2 separate regions of the Sus scrofa genome follow, and region 1 is linked to region 2. A link is a contact called in public HiChIP or PLAC-seq data. All regions are on one chromosome and are shown on one strand. Each heading gives the region's core, a stretch centred on a gene start, on an enhancer-like site or on the middle of the called end of the contact. The rest is flanking DNA. Distances are from core to core; before and after follow the strand shown.

Region 1 (3,160 bases), core at 510-3,009, 600 kb after region 2:
CTATTACCAGGTGTTTTTCTAAGTGCTTTACATGTGTTAAATCATGGAAGTGTAACTGAGAAGTGCCCTATGGGGCCTTCCTGGAACAGACACCTCCCCCTTCCTCATGTCCTCTGCTTGCCTCTCATCTGCAGAAAAACTTTAGCTTCTTAGGCCTCCCCTGAGATCCAAAGAGTAAATTTAATCAAAGAAGTGAGAAAAGGCCGAAAGAATGAAAACAGTCAAGTGCGACAAAATAATAGTAATGTAGCCATTAAACAAAGACAAGGATGCTTAGTTCCTCCTCAAGGGCTATACGTAATGTTCTGAGCCATGTCCTTTGAACTTTTTTGCAGATACTGAAACCCCATTAGGTGGAAGAAGTTAACTGTATGCTGCCCACAAGCATGGAGACTACAGATCACTTGGAACAAGAAGGTTGATGATACTGACTCCCAGTTACCTTACTACCAACCAGTCAGAAGGATGGCCATGAGCTGATCACATGCCCCACAATCCTCCTCCCTCACCTTGTCTGAGAAACGTTTCCTTGAAAGCTTTCTAGCAGTTCAGGCTTTTCAAGCACTGGCTATCTGGACTCCTTACTTGGCACCCAGCAATATACACTGCACTTTCCTGGGTGTCAGTAGATTGGCTTTATTGCACATGAGCAAGCAGACCCAAGTTTGGTTTGGTAGCAAAACATAGGTCTAAGTATCCCTACTTTCAGATGAAGAAACACACGATCAGAGAGTATTAGAAGTCACTGCCCAAGTAACTGACAGAGCCAAAAAAGACACGATCTCACATTGGAACCAAGAGCATCTCCCTCTAGAATCCAGCTTTTACCACCATGCTAGAATGTACCCCCAAGGGACAAGGGCCCTGTTATGCATCTCCTGCTCTCTGCGCCTACCTACCTCTCCCGCCGCAAATCCTACAATTTTCTTTCTGGGACGGCTCTCTCCAATCACACTGACCTTTTTTCATTTCAAGCTCCTCTTCCCAGAGCCTCACACATGCAATTGTTTCTGATTGAAATGCTCTCCACTCCCTCTTTTCCCCTCTAATGCTGGCTGACTTCCACTCATCGCTCCGGTCTCTATTTAAATGCCACATCCCTCAACCTCCAATGTGAGGTTGTCCCCTATTAACACTGTCATAGGGCCATGTATTTTCTTGTCAGCCCATTTATTATAGTAATGATTTGCTTAATGTCTGTCTGTTCCACCAGATTCTACAGTCCAGAAGATCAGAAAACATGTCTCTCTAGTTTACTGACCTGTCCCTGCCACCTAATGCTGCCCGACTCAAAATAAGCAGCCAGGAAATATTTGTGGAATAAATAGACACCCATTGTCTGCTTGCCAAATAAATTAAGGCTTTGAATAAAGCAGGGGAACTAAAGAGAGGGCATAGGATGAAAACTCTACCATTTTAGGAATTTGTACCATTAAACTTTATACTCAGGGGATGGTATTAAAATTATATAAGTGACAGTCAGAACTTCTAATCAGTCTTAGTGCTGGAGTACTGGTCCAAGAGACTTCTGTGGTTCCAGAAGTTAACCTGCTATTGGCTGGATTGTGGGAAGGTGTTCAGGAGGATTGAAGAGCGTGGGAAAGTGCGAGAGACACTCTGGGAATGCCCAGCAGTAGATATTTATCAACCTAGCTGGAAGTATGTCAATAGTCTAATAACCAACAAAACTGTACTGATATATACGGCACATATCTGGGTCATGAGTAATCTCCTGAAAATAACCCAACGGGGATTTCACATGCAGCACCAACGTCTGTGTTGCTAAATCTAGAGGCATGACAATAATTCGTATGGTATGAGTCATGCACCCAAGATCATAGCACTGGAGAAGTTTCATACTTTACATGAAGTTGGGTCATGACTGTTATATTACAGGGAGACTTTGGATGGGTCTCAACTTGCAAGGAGATGGAGGAGAAGGGAGCCACAGAGCAACTTTGGGGGGGGGACATCTTTTATTAGCTTGATGCCTTGTGAAGTCGAAGATGCTTAACCTCTCCCTTCATTAGCATTTCTGATGTTACTAATAGGTCACTAGAGATGGGCTCACTCAGTGGTGAAGCCAAATGTACTGCCACTGAAAGGCAAGGCTGAGGTTCGTGTGTGATGGCAGAGGCTTTGTTTTCTTCACAAGGTTGATAGAGTCTAGTCTTCAGTGTCAAGGGGTCCAAGATCAACTGGCAATGGCTGGATTTTACATAGTTGGGAGCTGCGGAGGAGGCAGGAAACTGACTGCAGATGGAAAGTAAATTTCCCTGAGGATACCTGACCTTTCTTTAACCCTAAAGGTAACCTGCAGAAGCACTAGCTCTTTTGCCTGCAACGTGGCATCACTTTTGCTGGCTCTGATCCTGGCTGAAGGTCAGTCTGAGGGCAGCTGTTCCAGAGGCAAGGGCTGCCCCTTTGCCACTCTGCCACATGTGATTCTTTTTAACAATCCCTCCTCACTCCTTTTCCTCGTGTTCCCAATCTTTCCCTTTCTTCTTCCCTTTTTAATCATTTTTCCTGGCTTATATCTCAAACTTGCTAATGGCAAACAGAACAGAATTTGTTCATGACTCCTGGGTCACTTGTTTCATGGATTATTTCAGGTCAAATCCTATTAAAGAAAATGTCTCCACTGTGGGGAAATCTCTCTGAATAACCAAAGAGGGCATTTAATCTGTAAGTAGGGGCCAGCTTCTTTGCGAGCAGGATTTGATAGCAGGTTTGAGAAAGAGTTCAGGTGAACTTTGTTTCCAGTAAAAAGGCAAACTGCATGACCTAAAAAACTTGTCTCTAAAACACCTATAAATGTTTTATAAAATATAACAAACATCTTTTTAAATGCATAGCTGAGCTCATACAGATGTAAGGAAAATTCCCAGGAGGCCAAAACAAAGAGAGAATCAAAATCAGAGTGATAGGTGTGAACTGGAAATGGGGGCTGCTCTGACTGGGTGAGTGTATTTGTGTTTGTGTGTCTGATCTCTGTGATTTTTTTTTTTTTTCCAGCTGGATTCGTGGCATATAGAATTCCTGGGCCAGGGATCTGAGCTGGGGCTGTGACCTATGCCACAGCGGAAATGCTGGGCCCTTAACCCACTGTGCTACAATGGGAACTCCCTGATCTTTGTAATCAAATGATTTGGGTTTAATG
Region 2 (3,244 bases), core at 413-2,912:
GGTGGTCCGTGGGGTAGGGTTTGGGCGCCATCTTGGACTCCCCTTGTGCATAACTGTTTAATCACCAAGTCTTCTTGCTGTCGCTCCAAAATAACTCTCTCCTGTCCATTTTCTCCATGTCACTCTTACTTTTTTTTTTTTTTGCTGTGCCCATGACATGTAGACGTTCCCAGGCCAGGGATCAAACCTGTGCCCCAGCAGTAACCTGAGCTCCAACAGTGTCAATGCTGGATTCTTAACTTGCTAGGTCACAGGGAACTCCCAAGGATACATTTTTCATTTTTCATTTTTCATTTTTCAATTTTCATTCACCATTACCACGTGCCTTCGTGTGTGCAACCACTTCCTAAGCAGCCTTCTTGCTTTCCTCCCAATTCCTTCTTCACATGGACAGTGACAGGACTCAAGAGGTAGTGTGGCCTAATGGTTAAGAGCCACTCCTCCAGGCTCCTCTGGATTTGTGACCTGGGACAGGTCACTTAACTCTGCTCGGCCTCAGTTTGCCCAAACTCTGAAACAGAGATGCTAATTCTGTAGGTCCCTAGGAAAGACACAGTGAGGATTAAGTAAACTCATCTAGATGAAGTGTTCAGAACAGTGGCTACCGGAGACTAACAGTTGGTTACTCATGAATGGTATCTTTCTCCCCATTTATACCAGTGCCAGGACAAAAATCCAAACCCTCCTACCTAACCCAACTCTGCAGGACCTTCTCGCCTTTCCCTTCTCACCTCTCGGTGACTCCTTGCTTCATATTCTAGACTCACATCCAATGTCCTTTTGTTCCTCTAGCAACACAGGCTACCAGGTCTTCACACATGCTGTTCCCTCTGCCTGGAACATCCTCCTTAAGTTCTTCCCCAGCCTCCTGCCTGTTGACTTCTCATCAGTCAGGTCTTAGATGATATTTTCTTTGGCATGCTTCTCTCACCCATCAAATCCAATCAGGGGCCCTTCTTTGTGTGTCCATAGCATCCTTACGTCCCATCCAGGCACTTGGTGCTTCACATTTTAAAATTTTTATTAGGAACGACTTCACATAGAAAGTCAAAAGCCAAAAGAACGACAGAGTAGTCCATGAACTCTCACATTCTCCCAACAAGTCACGCTTCACCACCTCCCCCTTCTCTCTCCATATATACATGCACACACACACACACACACACACACTTTTGTTTCCAAGTATACTACAGACATCATGACCTTTCAACCCTAAATGTTTCAACTTGTAGCTCCAAAAAGGAAAAAAGCTGAGGGGTATTTTCCAACCTAAATTATAAGACCAGAGCAACACCAAAAAAAAAAATCATTCTCTAATAACTGAGTACTTGGTTCCTATCCAAACTTCCCCAGCCCCTCCCTAATTCCCTTTTACTGTCTTTCTGCTACATTGCATTTGAATTGCTCCTTTCCTGGGGCTGTGAGCTCTGAGAGGAATGGAATGTGTCCCCTTGAGAGCACTAGCCCTTGGTAGGTATTTGTTGAAAGAATAATCCCACTTCCTCCTGTTAAAAAGGTCTTCAGCCCAGCTGCCCCCTCCACCCATGTGTGTGCACGCGTGCTCAGCTCCCACATTCTCCTGGCCCAACCACCCTTCCCTGTCATTGCTGAGGCCCGGGCTGCAGTTTGGCCCTTCAGCCTCCCTTGCCCAACTCCCCGAGTCCCAACCCCCCAATGCTCCAATGGGTCCCCGTCCTGCCTCAGAGCTCACTCTCTAAAAGGTAGACTCACTCCAGCGGCTTCTCTGCTTCAAGCCCTGTGGGTTCTCACCGGGGTCCAGCCTCCCTCTCCAGCCTCAGGTGTAATGTGGTGGCTCCCAGCGTCTCCCTTCTCCCTGTCCCAAGTCCTGCACCCCCACCCCCACCCCCGATCTCGGAGTTCTGGCCATTCCCAACCAGCTGCTGGTCTCTGATCACATGATGCTTTTCCATTCCCTCCACCTGAAACACCCTCCTTACAGCATTTCACCTTCCTCTGAGAACCGGGACAGAAGCTTGGACCGCACTTCTTCCACGGCCCTTTCAACAGCCCGTCCCTTTTCTGGCAGAGCGGCCACAAAGGCCCTGGGCATAAGAGTTGTTCACTAAACAATTGCTCAGTGGATGAACAGAAATAGCTTCCTCTCCTTCCTCCCTGGTCTGAGTCAGCTGCAACCCCAGCCCATCCCAGTCCAGTTCTGTGTGCCCCCGATGGCACCCCAGCCCAGCCCAGCCCGGCCCAACCCTGGGCTGCCTCCAATGGACCCTGGACGCAGCCTTAGCGAGCAGCTTCTAATCAGCTGCCGGACCCATTTTTCACCCTCCTTTTCCTAGGAAATTGTGCAAGGATGGGCAATGGCAAGGGACATTTCATCATAACCTACTCAGGAAAAGAATCTGAAAGTGAATGGGTATCTGTACAGGTATAACTGATTTACTCTGTTGTATGCATGACACTAACACAACTTGGTTAGTTCAACTATATTCCCATCGCACTTTTTAAAAAAAGAAAATAATTAAAAACTAAACCAGGAGTTCCCGTCGTGGCTCAGTGGTTAAAGAATCTGACTAGGGACCATGAGATTGTGGGTTCAATCCCTGGCCTTGCTCAGTGGGTTAAGGATCTGGCGTTACCGTGAGCTGTGGTGTAGGTTGCAGACGCGGCTTGGACCCAAGTTGCTGTTGCTGTGGCTCTGGTGTAGGCCGGAGGCTACAGCTCTGATTTGACCCCTAGCCTGAGAACCTCCATATGCCTCGAGAGTGGCCCAAGAAATGGCAAAAAGACAAAAAAAAAAAAAAAAAAAAAAAAAAAACACTAAACCAAAAAATTGCTTAAAAATAAAAATCTTTATATTTTAAGATCTTTATTAGGTAAAGAACCCCTTAGGAGACAGAAAGTAAGATGATGCATCCCCTTCTGCCTCAGATGAGGCTTTCAGAACATAATATTGCTTCGATGCACCAAAAGAATCTATTCCACCCCTTTGTCATGATTCCATGGATTAAGTTATCCTGGGGGAGGGGGAGGGGTTTCAAGAAGCAGAGATCCCTTGATACCTGGAGGAAACTCTCATACTGTACCTGTGAAGGTTCCTGATGGACTTGTCACCTCTGGCCCAGCTCCTGCATTACAGCTGGAGCACAAGCTTTTTACCTTTATAACAAAGGCCATGTGACGACACAGGGAAAAGATACCATCTACAAGCCAAGGACAGAGGCCCATACCTTGGCCCCAGACTTCAAGCTTCCAGGACTCTGAGGACATA

What was found. HiChIP or PLAC-seq counts read pairs in DNA pulled down with a chosen protein or histone mark.
Region 1: an H3K27ac HiChIP or PLAC-seq map of alveolar macrophages shows a contact between it and region 2. The contact joins two enhancer-like sites. A contact is called at or near these places in 2 of 5 promoter capture datasets (fetal skeletal muscle and liver) and 1 of 2 datasets of contacts at active chromatin or transcription factors (alveolar macrophages).

The regions. Positions count from the first base shown.
Region 1 is chr2:25,408,937-25,412,096 of Sscrofa11.1, forward strand. No RefSeq gene overlaps it. Among named protein-coding and RNA genes, the nearest start is that of FJX1, 13 kb to the right of the region's middle. Within about 2 kb of position 1,760, at least 15 of the 83 cell types and tissues checked have an H3K27ac peak or open chromatin away from gene starts, as enhancers often do. A contact at or near this core is called in alveolar macrophages, where this site is marked.
Region 2 is chr2:24,807,474-24,810,717 of Sscrofa11.1, forward strand. The region is part of intron 1 of PRR5L (proline-rich protein 5-like); the gene reads right to left. Among named protein-coding and RNA genes, the nearest start is that of PRR5L, 3.5 kb to the right of the region's middle. Within about 2 kb of position 1,663, at least 8 of the 83 cell types and tissues checked have an H3K27ac peak or open chromatin away from gene starts, as enhancers often do. A contact at or near this core is called in alveolar macrophages, where this site is marked.